3 separate regions of the Drosophila melanogaster genome follow, and all the other regions are linked to region 1. Evidence: chromatin contacts called from public ChIA-PET and HiChIP or PLAC-seq data. All regions are on one chromosome and are shown on one strand. Each heading gives the region's core, a stretch centred on a gene start, on an enhancer-like site or on the middle of the called end of the contact. The rest is flanking DNA. Distances are from core to core; before and after follow the strand shown.

Evidence for each region. ChIA-PET counts read pairs in DNA pulled down with a chosen protein or histone mark. HiChIP or PLAC-seq counts read pairs in DNA pulled down with a chosen protein or histone mark.
Region 2: a contact with region 1 is called in an RNA polymerase II ChIA-PET map of the S2 cell line, with 5 times the contacts expected there. The contact joins the promoter of spri here to the enhancer-like site in region 1. A contact is called at or near these places in 22 of 107 Hi-C or Micro-C datasets (the D17-c3 cell line, the Kc167 cell line, the OSC cell line and 10 more) and 4 of 6 datasets of contacts at active chromatin or transcription factors (the Kc167 cell line and the S2 cell line).
Region 3: a contact with region 1 is called in a Psq HiChIP or PLAC-seq map of the Kc167 cell line, with 4 times the contacts expected there. The contact joins the promoter of CG32687 here to the enhancer-like site in region 1. A contact is called at or near these places in 1 of 1 datasets of contacts at CTCF or cohesin (the Kc167 cell line), 11 of 107 Hi-C or Micro-C datasets (the Kc167 cell line, the S2 cell line, the Sg4 cell line and 4 more) and 5 of 6 datasets of contacts at active chromatin or transcription factors (the Kc167 cell line and the S2 cell line).

What each region holds. Positions count from the first base shown.
Region 1 is chrX:10,541,074-10,544,600 of dm6, reverse strand. The region is part of intron 4 of spri (sprint); the gene reads left to right. Among named protein-coding and RNA genes, the nearest start is that of CG15296, 24 kb to the left of the region's middle. Within about 2 kb of position 2,215, at least 9 of the 39 cell types and tissues checked have an H3K27ac peak or open chromatin away from gene starts, as enhancers often do. A contact at or near this core is called in the D17-c3 cell line, the Kc167 cell line, the S2 cell line and 1 more, where this site is marked.
Region 2 is chrX:10,583,722-10,587,126 of dm6, reverse strand. It overlaps spri (sprint), which reads left to right and starts at 1,705. Exons shown (of 11, transcript NM_001272487.1): 1 at 1,705-1,801; 2 at 2,054-2,217.
Region 3 is chrX:10,485,093-10,488,640 of dm6, reverse strand. CG32687 reads left to right here and starts at 1,436. Exons shown (of 4, transcript NM_001272483.1): 1 at 1,436-1,785; 2 at 1,908-2,930. The coding sequence starts at 2,395.

The DNA.
Region 1 (3,527 bases), core at 966-3,465:
ACAAAAAGTGCAAACCGTGAAAATGCCATCGAAGCATCGGAAAATAGTGCAAGAAGTTGCATTTTAAACAATTTTAATACGAAACTCTTTCAACAGTCAACGAACTTGTCGTCGCAGAAAGAGACGGAAAGCCACAGAGAGAAAGAGAGGGACAGCGTCTCTTCTCCGCCTCTGAAAATTTGCATAGAGAAACACGACACAGCAAGCACCAGCATGTAAGTAATGCAAAAATGCAAAAAAAAAGAACAGAAAAAATACAAAATGAAAAATTGTTTCGCTACCAACACAAAAACTGCACTCAATAATGAAGATAACAGGATTCTTTTATGGTTTTTATGGTAGGACACTTACTGGAGAAGAATTGCTTGAAAAGAATTGCCACAAGAACGCGACGTTCTATGTTATGTTAAATATTTTCGGGCTGTTAACTGGAATGTTAAATATTAAAGATACAATGACCCCCCTCCCATGGCAATAAGTATCTAATAGATGAAGAGAGTTCAAAGTGCCTGGGCTGTTGACTTATTGACTATTTGAACCCCCCGTTTCAAAGTCGTAACAACTAAAACTCCACATGTGCAACAAATACGCCGGCTTTTCCTTATCAACTGTCGTGCACTGCGCAAAACACAAACAAACCGAAGGGATGGGGCAGCAGTTTTGGTCAGATAGATGGACAAAACATGACGGAACATTTAAGGCACTTAGAACAAATGACCCCTCCCCTCCCACATTCTCCGACATCATCCACCCAATCAAAGTTGCCACCTGAAAGCGATAAGGGGAAAGCATTTGTTGGAAAAGTTCTGCGATGTGGCGAACAGGGGGCTGCGATGAGGCGGGGAGGATTGGCGCCTTCGATATCGACGGTCAATCGATGATGTCTCCCAAAAAAAAAATAAGCGACAATGACAATTTCTTTGTAATTTGTTTGTCTGCTCCCCGAAGTTGTGGTTTCCCCCCTTCCACTATCACAACTTTATCTACACTGACAAATAGGCAGATATCAAATCAGAAGGCACAAAGAAAAGATGCAAGAATCAATTATCAATTGAATCTGTTAATAACGTTAAAGCTGACTAGATTCTACAGAGTACAAAAAGAATAGGCTTCCCGAGTTCCCATATTTATATCATCATATTTGTATATTTTTTTTCACTGTGCATTTACTGGACAAACATTCAAATAGATTTTGAAAAGCAAACTGATGATAAATAATGAATTTAACCGCAGGCCAACTGAAAAGTCAATAGCAACAAATTGCAGTCTTTGGAAGAGAATACGTACGTTTCCCCATTTCCTTTTTGATTTTTTCCCCCGATTTTGTTATCAGCTGCGGGCCAATTTGAACAACTTTCGTTCTCGTTCATTCATTTGCTTTCCCAAGAGCAGGGGCACCCACCTGTCTTATCAACAGAGTCTCCCCTTCTATTCGAATTCATAACCCATTTTGTAGGAAACAGTAGTGCCCATTACGAGTCTTACATCCAATAAGCGATTACGAAACTCCTCGCTGGTATCTCAATAAGTTTTACATACATATGTACATAGTACATTGCGTAATTCCTCAGAGAAATAATGGGATTTCAATGCGTATCGCAATTGTAGCAATCGGCGTTCATTTAATTGTTTAAGAATTTGATGGGGAAACATAAGAGGATTTGTGCAGCTTAAATTGTTTTTAAATAGTGGTTCACAATTTTGATTGACAGATTTCCTAAGAGTTCAGTTGAATGAATTTCTTGCATATATTTAGAAATACACTATAAATATTATCCTTTGATGCATAACTTACGTTATGACTCGAAGAGCTTGAGTTGTAAATAAAACATTAAAAATTCATTAATGATATTAAATCATTTAAAAACCTATTTGGGCAAATTAAAATCACTGTGGCCACCGAAAATCCATGAACCTCTTGTAAGCAGCGTTTAACTTTATTTTCAGGGTCTCCAACTCATATAATTGCGATCTTTTAGTATCTCTCAATTGAAACTTGTTGCAAAGAGGCAAAGGGGCGGGGCTATGACAAGCATCAGCTCAGTTCAGTTTTTTTTTATGTTTTGCTGTAATTTTTTGGTCTTTTTCAACTCACTTCCGCGTGCTCTTTGTACTTCTGCCTTGGCATCTTCTTTGCGTTTTGTTCAAGATATACTTCAGACGTTGACGACGCACTGCAAATTGTGGGTTGTCAGGGGGTTTTCGGTGGCTTTGCGCGGTTGAGGGGCTATTCCGGGGGCTAAAAACTAAAAACCCGATGGAATGGGCGATCCAGAGATGCGAGATTGTAGCTGAAAGGCGGCATCAGACGATGACGAAGTCGCGACGTTCATTTCCCATCTTGAACTCGCGACTGGGCCCCGTTGTCGTTGGCAATATTTAATCAAGCCAAGAAGCCAACTGGAAGCAGCCGCCTACAGGGTGAAACACCAACAACCAAACAACCAACTCAAAATCAAAATCGAAAACAAAAACCAGAATGAAAATCAGCGAAAGACAAAGCCAACTTCTTGTTGCCGATGATGCTATTGATAGAGTTCGCCATGAGTGAGCTCGTCTATCTGTAAGATACGTAGATAAACTTGCAATCTGTGTGCGTGGGTGGTTGTCGGACCAAACCCGAACTCAAACCCATGCCGATTCCCAAACCCAAACCCTCGAAATATATGTGTATATCCATTGCGACAGCTTGGCACCCCACGTACAAAACAGGTGACCACATGAGTTGTGGTTAAATTAATATCTAGATATGTTGCAGAGGTGGTTCTTTAAGATACTTTTATAATCCGTAAAGTATTTCTCATTGAAAACCGAACAACGAAGTGTTTGTAATCCATTTGAAAGTGTTTCTGATACTTTATTGAAATATTATTACAGAATTTACAAATCAAAGTATGTTTGCTCTCTCATTTTCGATTATTTTAACTTTTAAGTGTTATTAAAATTGACTTTTGCTTTTTGTTGTTGTTTCTTTTTGAAGCATTTTCAATAAAGTAGATGTCACTCAAATGATAAAATCGTGAATCGTTAGGCTTTTAGTGGCCTTTTTTTTATGGAATATCAAAACCGCAGTGGCTGAAAGTTATTTATTTTTTACTTTTATTACTTTTATGTTGATTGCAATCAAATTGTGAAGCTGCATTTGACAATCCACTAGCTTTCCCAGCTATCGAAATGTGACTAAAAGCGTTTAATAATAGAGAAACAGCTGCTAGCTAAATTTTACAATTTACTTAACCAGGCGCATTCGACTTGAATTATCTATCGTTGTCCAAATATATATAGCAGTATATCTCAATTTATTTATACCGGTTGAGATTTAGGAGTTTCCCAAGACAGATGTTGTTGTCGCTGCGCCAAGAGCAACTTTCTATGCCACAAAAGCGGCAGTAAATTGTAGTTAATGATCCTTTTGTGGATTTCCCTCAGGTAATGGGATAATGAGCTTTCCTCATCGCCGCCGCGAATTTCCTCCCTCTCCCCAAAGGAGGCGGAAAATGTTAATTTCTTTATGATATTTTCGCGCG
Region 2 (3,405 bases), core at 456-2,955, 43 kb before region 1:
TTGTGCACGGCAAAAACAATTACAATTTCGCAAACAAAGATAATTTGCGAATGAGATCGACGACACGACACAATGGCACTTTACAACAACAAGAAGAACAACACGACAAATGGGGCGGGTATGGGGGTCTGTCAAGAAAACCTGAATTTCGAAATGGAAGGGCTAAAAAAAAGGTGAAAAATCAGAAATCAGAAGCTTCTTTCCAATTCCAGAAGTCAAAACGCTAATCGGTAATCGACAATTGCTTATCGGTCATCGACAGTTTTCGCGTTTTCAAATTGTTTGTGGCTGGCAATACAAGGTGAATTGTAAAAAAAAAAAATTAATAAGTGCGAGCAAAAAATGCGATCACATAGCAAACAAAGCTGCAAATCAAGCGAAACAAACACGTCGCCCTCTTAACAAGATATAACCGGGTTAAGCACAATAATATATCTTTTAATATAAATACTTATTCATATACGATAGTAAAACTGATAAAAGATAATTTTCAAGAGAATCTGTTAAGATTGTGAACCAAAGTCTGTGCATTCAATTTCCAGCTAAAACCAAACAACGAAAGACAAAAAGAACAGATTGCTAATTAAAATTTATGGGTGTCATAATTTTCCGACAATTAAAAGTCTCATTTTACAGCAAGAAATATTGATTTGGTCAGCAGTACCATGTGAAAAAATATTACTGATATATTGCAAAACAACCATTTTAGATTTCCATGTGCCATAGCTTTGGCTTTCAGCTATAACTTGTTTTAAACAATATAAGCTTATTTTGCATTACACGTTTAATTAAATTGGGACAGCATAAATTTTTGATAATTACAAGCACCTTTTCCAAAATCGAAAGTAAATCAGCACCTGCCGTTTAATAATTCACTTTGGTGAGCAATATTTATTTTTTGCCAACTCCGCGCTTTTTTAAAGAAAATTTTGTAACCGTAAAACACCAATATAACAATCCATTGCATTCATAGTAATTTCCATTTTAAAACATTGTTAATTTACGGAAAGAATAGTTTAGGAAACTTTTAATACAGTAAGTTGACTTAGTAGCAGAAGAATAAACTTTAATATTAAATATTTCTTTAACAAAGTTAAAAACTTTGCTATCTTCCTTACAACCTATGTTAACCACAGTGACAACAATGATCTATGAGTAAGCGTAAAGTTTGCTTAATACATTATATTATAGTTTTGATATTATACTTTCATAAATTAGTATGGTTGGGTAAATGGTTGTAATTAATATATTGAAAAATGTAAGATCTTATGACTGACATGTGACCACAATAGAGTTAAGTTTAAGTTCTTTTTTAATATAGTTTAACTATTAAGCTATTACTCCATGGTTTCATATATCTTGTGGAGTAAAGTGCTGTTAACATGTTCTGTAAACATATGATACAACTTTCCTTAACTCTTCGACCATTGTGCTGTTAAGTTAAAAATACCTCTTAATATACTTTTATTATTGATAAATAGTTTAGATTCATATACATATCTTGTGGCGCAAAGAACTTTTAACATTATCCATCAACTGAATGGAGAGTTTTCAGTAGGAGTGTGACCACTGTGCGCCATCGTTTCGCATCTCGTAATTTTGCTTGTGTTGTTGCTGTTGTTGTTGCTGCTGCTATTATCGCAGCGAGTTGTTGCTGCCGGCGACGATCTTCGTTTTGTCGGCGGCTTCAGTTCAGTTCAGTTTAGTTCGAGTTCGCACTCGGCCACAAACGGTCGGTCGGTCGGTCGGTTGTTCGTTCGTTCGTTCGCTGAAGGAGAATTGTGGAGAAGAAATTGAACCCGTAATCTTCGGAATCCGTAAAGCCGTAGTCCCGTAGTCGTAAGGCGATCGCGAGAATTGAAATTGTGCTGCAACTCAAGTAAAATAATATTGTGTCGCACAAGATCACTGCGTGTCGCGCTCAATTAAATACACATCTTTTTTTTTATATTTTTCCCCCGGTCTTTATTTATTTTTTTTTGTTTAATTTTTTTTATTTGCGCTACAACGTTGTTATTTATATTTAATTGTTTTGTAACAACAACAACAACAGCAGCCGAGTTAAGTGCGAAAAGTGAAGTGAAGTTTGTCGGCGAGTGAGTGCGAGTGCGCACAAAAATTGGAGCAGGTTCCAGAGATCTTGAGATCTTCAGAACTAGAGATTCCCAGTTCCTAGGCTCCCGGGTTGCGACTTTTGGCGGCATTGGCGTTCCCCTGGTAATTTAATTGAAAGTGATGATCGTAGCCCATCCATAAAGCCACTTACCGGTAGTTCCCCCATCCTTTCACAAGTTCAAGTTCACCGACCACGCGGACTCCTTTTTTCGCTCTTCCACCCGCTCTCTCTTCTCACTCTATCTCTCTTGATCGCTTGCCCTTCTTTCACTCGAAGAAAATACAGTGCACACTCGAGATGGTGAATTTGGATTGGCCATTAATTGCTCCCAGTTTGGGTTATCATACTAAATCTTTGTACAATATCTTTGGAAAAAGATTAAAACCTAACTTTAAATAAATAGTAATAATTACTGCTGTACAACTATTCTTTTTTTTTTCTGAGTGAAAAGCTCTTTTGTCTTTCTCGCCAAAAGTGCGTTGGATTTCTTTACATTGTGCCTGGTTCTCTTCGGTTTACACACTCGGTACATTGCACCCTTGGTCCCTGTTTCCTTTAGTGTCGTCTTTCGCTTTCAATGCATTTTGACAGTGGATTGCTAATCGGCCAGGTATTCGCAGGCCACCTTATAGCACCTACCATATATACCCATCGTACATCTACATACCATTCATACATACAATCGCATTCGCATTCGTATATTCGCATTCGCATTCCTGTCGCCGTTGTCATTTCCTCACCTCATCGGGCACCGCCCTCTTGCTTTCACGCACCTGATGATAAACGGCTCAAATTTTGATAATGTGTACGGATTGTGCTGCAAATTGCTCAAATGGCTAATCAGCTGTTGCTAGCACATATGTATAACCCCCTATACTCCATATCTTTCCAATGAAATCGGCGGGAAATTGGCTTTGTCTCGAGTCTTATCGCATGCCAAAAAAAAAAAACGAAAAATCAAAAGGCAAAAACCCAAAACTTAAGTCTGAGCTCCAAGTCTAAACCAAAACCGCAACATCATCTCAATATTTCCTTAACCACAAGTGCACAGAGCAAACAAGGTCTACTATTACTATTGACTAATTAGGCATTCTTAAGATATAAAAATATATAAATAGAGCAAAATGGTATAACAATTATAATCTATATTATCTAACATAATATCCAAAACCGTGGTGTGCGTGAAACGTGCCCTAATTTTCGCTCTGTGTGCGTGCATCAGCGGATTGCTGATAAGTGGAGAATGTTTATTGTCATTACCTGTGTCCCACTACCTGTACATTCCCCTA
Region 3 (3,548 bases), core at 187-2,686, 55 kb after region 1:
TTCAACATTCCAATTCTCAATTATCTTCGATCCGATTTAGGCATGTCCTTTCTCCGCGCCGAATTCTTGTGACTCCAATTGGGTTAATAACTTTTGAAAATGGTCTAAGAACTTTTCCTTTGTTTTGCTTTCGTGCAACAATTGTAAATTGATACAGATTGGAGTTTGAGCAAGCCATAAATTTTTGGTTTAATTATAAATAGATAGCAACGATCGCCATCGCTGGCCAGTCGCGATCGCAGCGGCTCTTGATTTTTGATATTTGGAGTGTGCTCTTATCACCGCGACACAGCGACAGCAACAAAAAGCTCCAGTGACGCGATAATAAACAATTATTGCCAGGCCAAATGGTTCCAGAGCCCCAATGGTCCCATCCCCCCTGGCGAAGAAGAAGATTAAGAAGCCAAACATTGGTGCACAGGGAGAAATAGGGATAGTTTTTGCCATAGTTCCAGAAGTACAGTTTCTCTGGAGCTCTATAAGCTTAAAGTTTTCATTTCGAAAGTTCAATTATCTCGTACATAGCTTCCAAAGTCCATTGCTAACCACTCGAATTCTTCAGCATCCTTTCAAACTACCATTTAGCCTTGTTGATCGCGTAACTTTATGATGAAAACATTTTCCCACCATATTTTGTTGATAAACAACACATGCGATCCCATTTTTTTGAAACGTGCAAAAACAAACGACTACCCAGAAGGGGCGGTGCGATGTTTTGATTAGAAGCCTCTAAGTACAGAAAGTCAGGCGGGCAATAAAAACAAAAGATTGACGAGAGTAAATATATATTGATTGCACGGATGAAGTGGGCTGTTCGATAACTTTACGAAAGTCCCATAACCAACTGGTGATTGGTCGATTGGCCTATTCGTTGGCCAAGTGGTAAGGTTGCGAAATGGATTAAGGGCCACAGTCGACGGTGTGCCATAAAATTTGCTCAGCTCCCGGCGCTCGTGTGATCAATCGATTCGATCTTTAAGCGCTGAAACCGCAGTGGCAGTTTCTAGACTTTGTTACCAAGCTATGGTTAATTTGTAAAGTTTGATTGATCCAGTATGTTACTTCATCTTCCTAAAAAAGTATTTTACTTTTCACAAAACTTGATGGCAGTATTTGTATTAGTTTAATAATAGTTTCTATTAAGTTTTTTATGAAAGTTGCCTAGCTGAAATAATTTGTTTGTGAAAATTTAGCCACTTCCTAACATAACCCCATTCAAGTTAAGTCTCATACAATTGTAATAAATACCTAATCACCTTATAAAGTTTATTCAACCATAACATCCGGGTTCCCCGTATATTTTATTCACTCTCAGATAGGAAAACCTCTTAGCAAAGGATCCCACTTGCTTTAATACTATTTATATTGTTGTATTATAATTGCAGCACAAAGTGGAAACCATAAACAAATTCAATAAAATAATTAATGTCAAATAATTGATAATGTCAAAAGTATTTATATGGCTGCCCAGAAGTAAGACGACATCTGTATGGTCTACCCAGTTGTTTCCTCCCACCGATAAGCGCTTGTCCCACCCAAAACGCACTCCAACTGTTTGGGCCACCCACGCGAAATCCGTGTACCTTTGGCCCAGGGTAACAGAACCAGTATTAGTTATATTACACATACTATAGCCAGCCAGAATCAAGAACGTGCTAGTTATCGCATTACGCATACGCCTCGGATGCGGAGGGTGAGCAGGTGCAGTGTCTGCATATCTATTTGTTTTGGCAAAACAATCGGAAATCTTACAGAACATTATACATATGTTGATTATGATATTCAGTAAGTAAGCCTTATTTATTGTTTGCTTCCATTCTTACTGATTACTTTACACTAAAGTGTGTCAAATATCGCTCATCCGTCACGTTGTACATAATATTATGTTTCTTAACATTGCTTCACAGAATAACGAACTTTGTCCCACTGTGCGGTGAGAGCGAGAGAAACCGCCTAGCTGGCGCATTGGCAATCTGAGACCCAACCGAAGATCCAATCGCTTGGAGGTGATATAGTACTCAATATAAAGTCGTACTGTCGGCTTGGCGATCCGAACTGAAAAGCTAGCCGTCGCATAAGCGAAACAAAAACCAAACCACTTGGCATTCGCGCTGGGCGAGCTGAACAGTGCGAGCGTCAAGTGTCGCGACGGTTTTTTATATAAATTAATTCATATTTTCCGCTGACATCCCATACCACACCGCACCACACCACACCACACCATACTATACACATTCACATCTGTTTTTTGTTTTCGTTTGCGTTGCGGTTTTTTTTTGTGTGTGCGCGAGAGCGTTTCGATTTGGATCATCTCGAGATCAGATCAGTTGTAAACAAAGAGATCGTGCGTCCAGTCAATCCAGTGAGCAGCAAGTCACCAGGAGAAGATCAGCCATGGAGGTGTACACGTCGGACAGTTCGGACACGGATTCGCGGGAGCAGAAGACACTGGACTTTGGCCGTATGAGCCTGGACCTGGTCACGCTGGAGGATCACCTGGCCTCGCCGCAGAAGGCTCTGCTCAAGTCCAGTGGCGACATCGAGACCATGCTGCTCAATCACAATCGATTGGTCGGCTTGCCCCGTCTACTGCTGCAGTTCGGCAATCTGAAGATTCTGGATCTCAGCTCGAATGCAATCACCACGCTGCCGGATGCCGTCTGCCAACTGCCGCTGGTCACCCTGATAGCCAAGAATAACCTGCTGACCAATGCCTCGCTGCCCAAATCGCTGCTCACCAAAATGGCCAATGGCAATGGCAACGGCAATGCCACCGGTGGCACCAACTCCACGCTCAAGGAGCTCAATCTGAGTGGCAATCAATTAACCCACTTTCCGGAACAGGTCACCGAGCTGCGCCACCTCAAGTACCTCTATCTGGGCGGTAACAAGATCTCCAGCGTCTCGAAGGATATCTGGAAGATGCAAAGGTATGTATGTGCTAGTCGATCGTTTGTTTGCCCAAGTGTTTTTGTTTGGCTTCGTCTTGAAAAGCAATAATTTGTATCAGCTGACTTTCGGTTTGCTCGTGGGCACATTTATCTGCGTTTCTGATTGATTCAGACAAAGAAAAACAAAACTATAATAGGTAAAGTATGAGACATGATTACAGGGTCGAAGTATATCAAGAAACATATATACAAGATCATTTCAACAATTTCCGTAAGCCCTAAAAATGTATTATTTATAGTTAATTTTTTTTGGCGTATATAATTTAATATATATATATAATATTTTAAACTTGATTACTTTCGATTTGGTTTGCAAAAATGAAGAAAAAAAACGCCGTGAAGGTCAAAAATGAAACTTGAGACTGACAAACAATGGTCAAAACACACGAAAAGGGCGATAAGTTGGAATAAAATTAATAGTATAGATAACGTTAAATGGGCAAATTATTAGATTTATGAGTGCTTTGCAATTATAATTTCATTGGCGGCGACATTTGAATGGAGTGGACTAGGGTATATACTACCTTTATATATATATATATATATATATATGTTTCCAATCTTTTAACTGAATTTGTAATAAATTCCTGGAGCAGC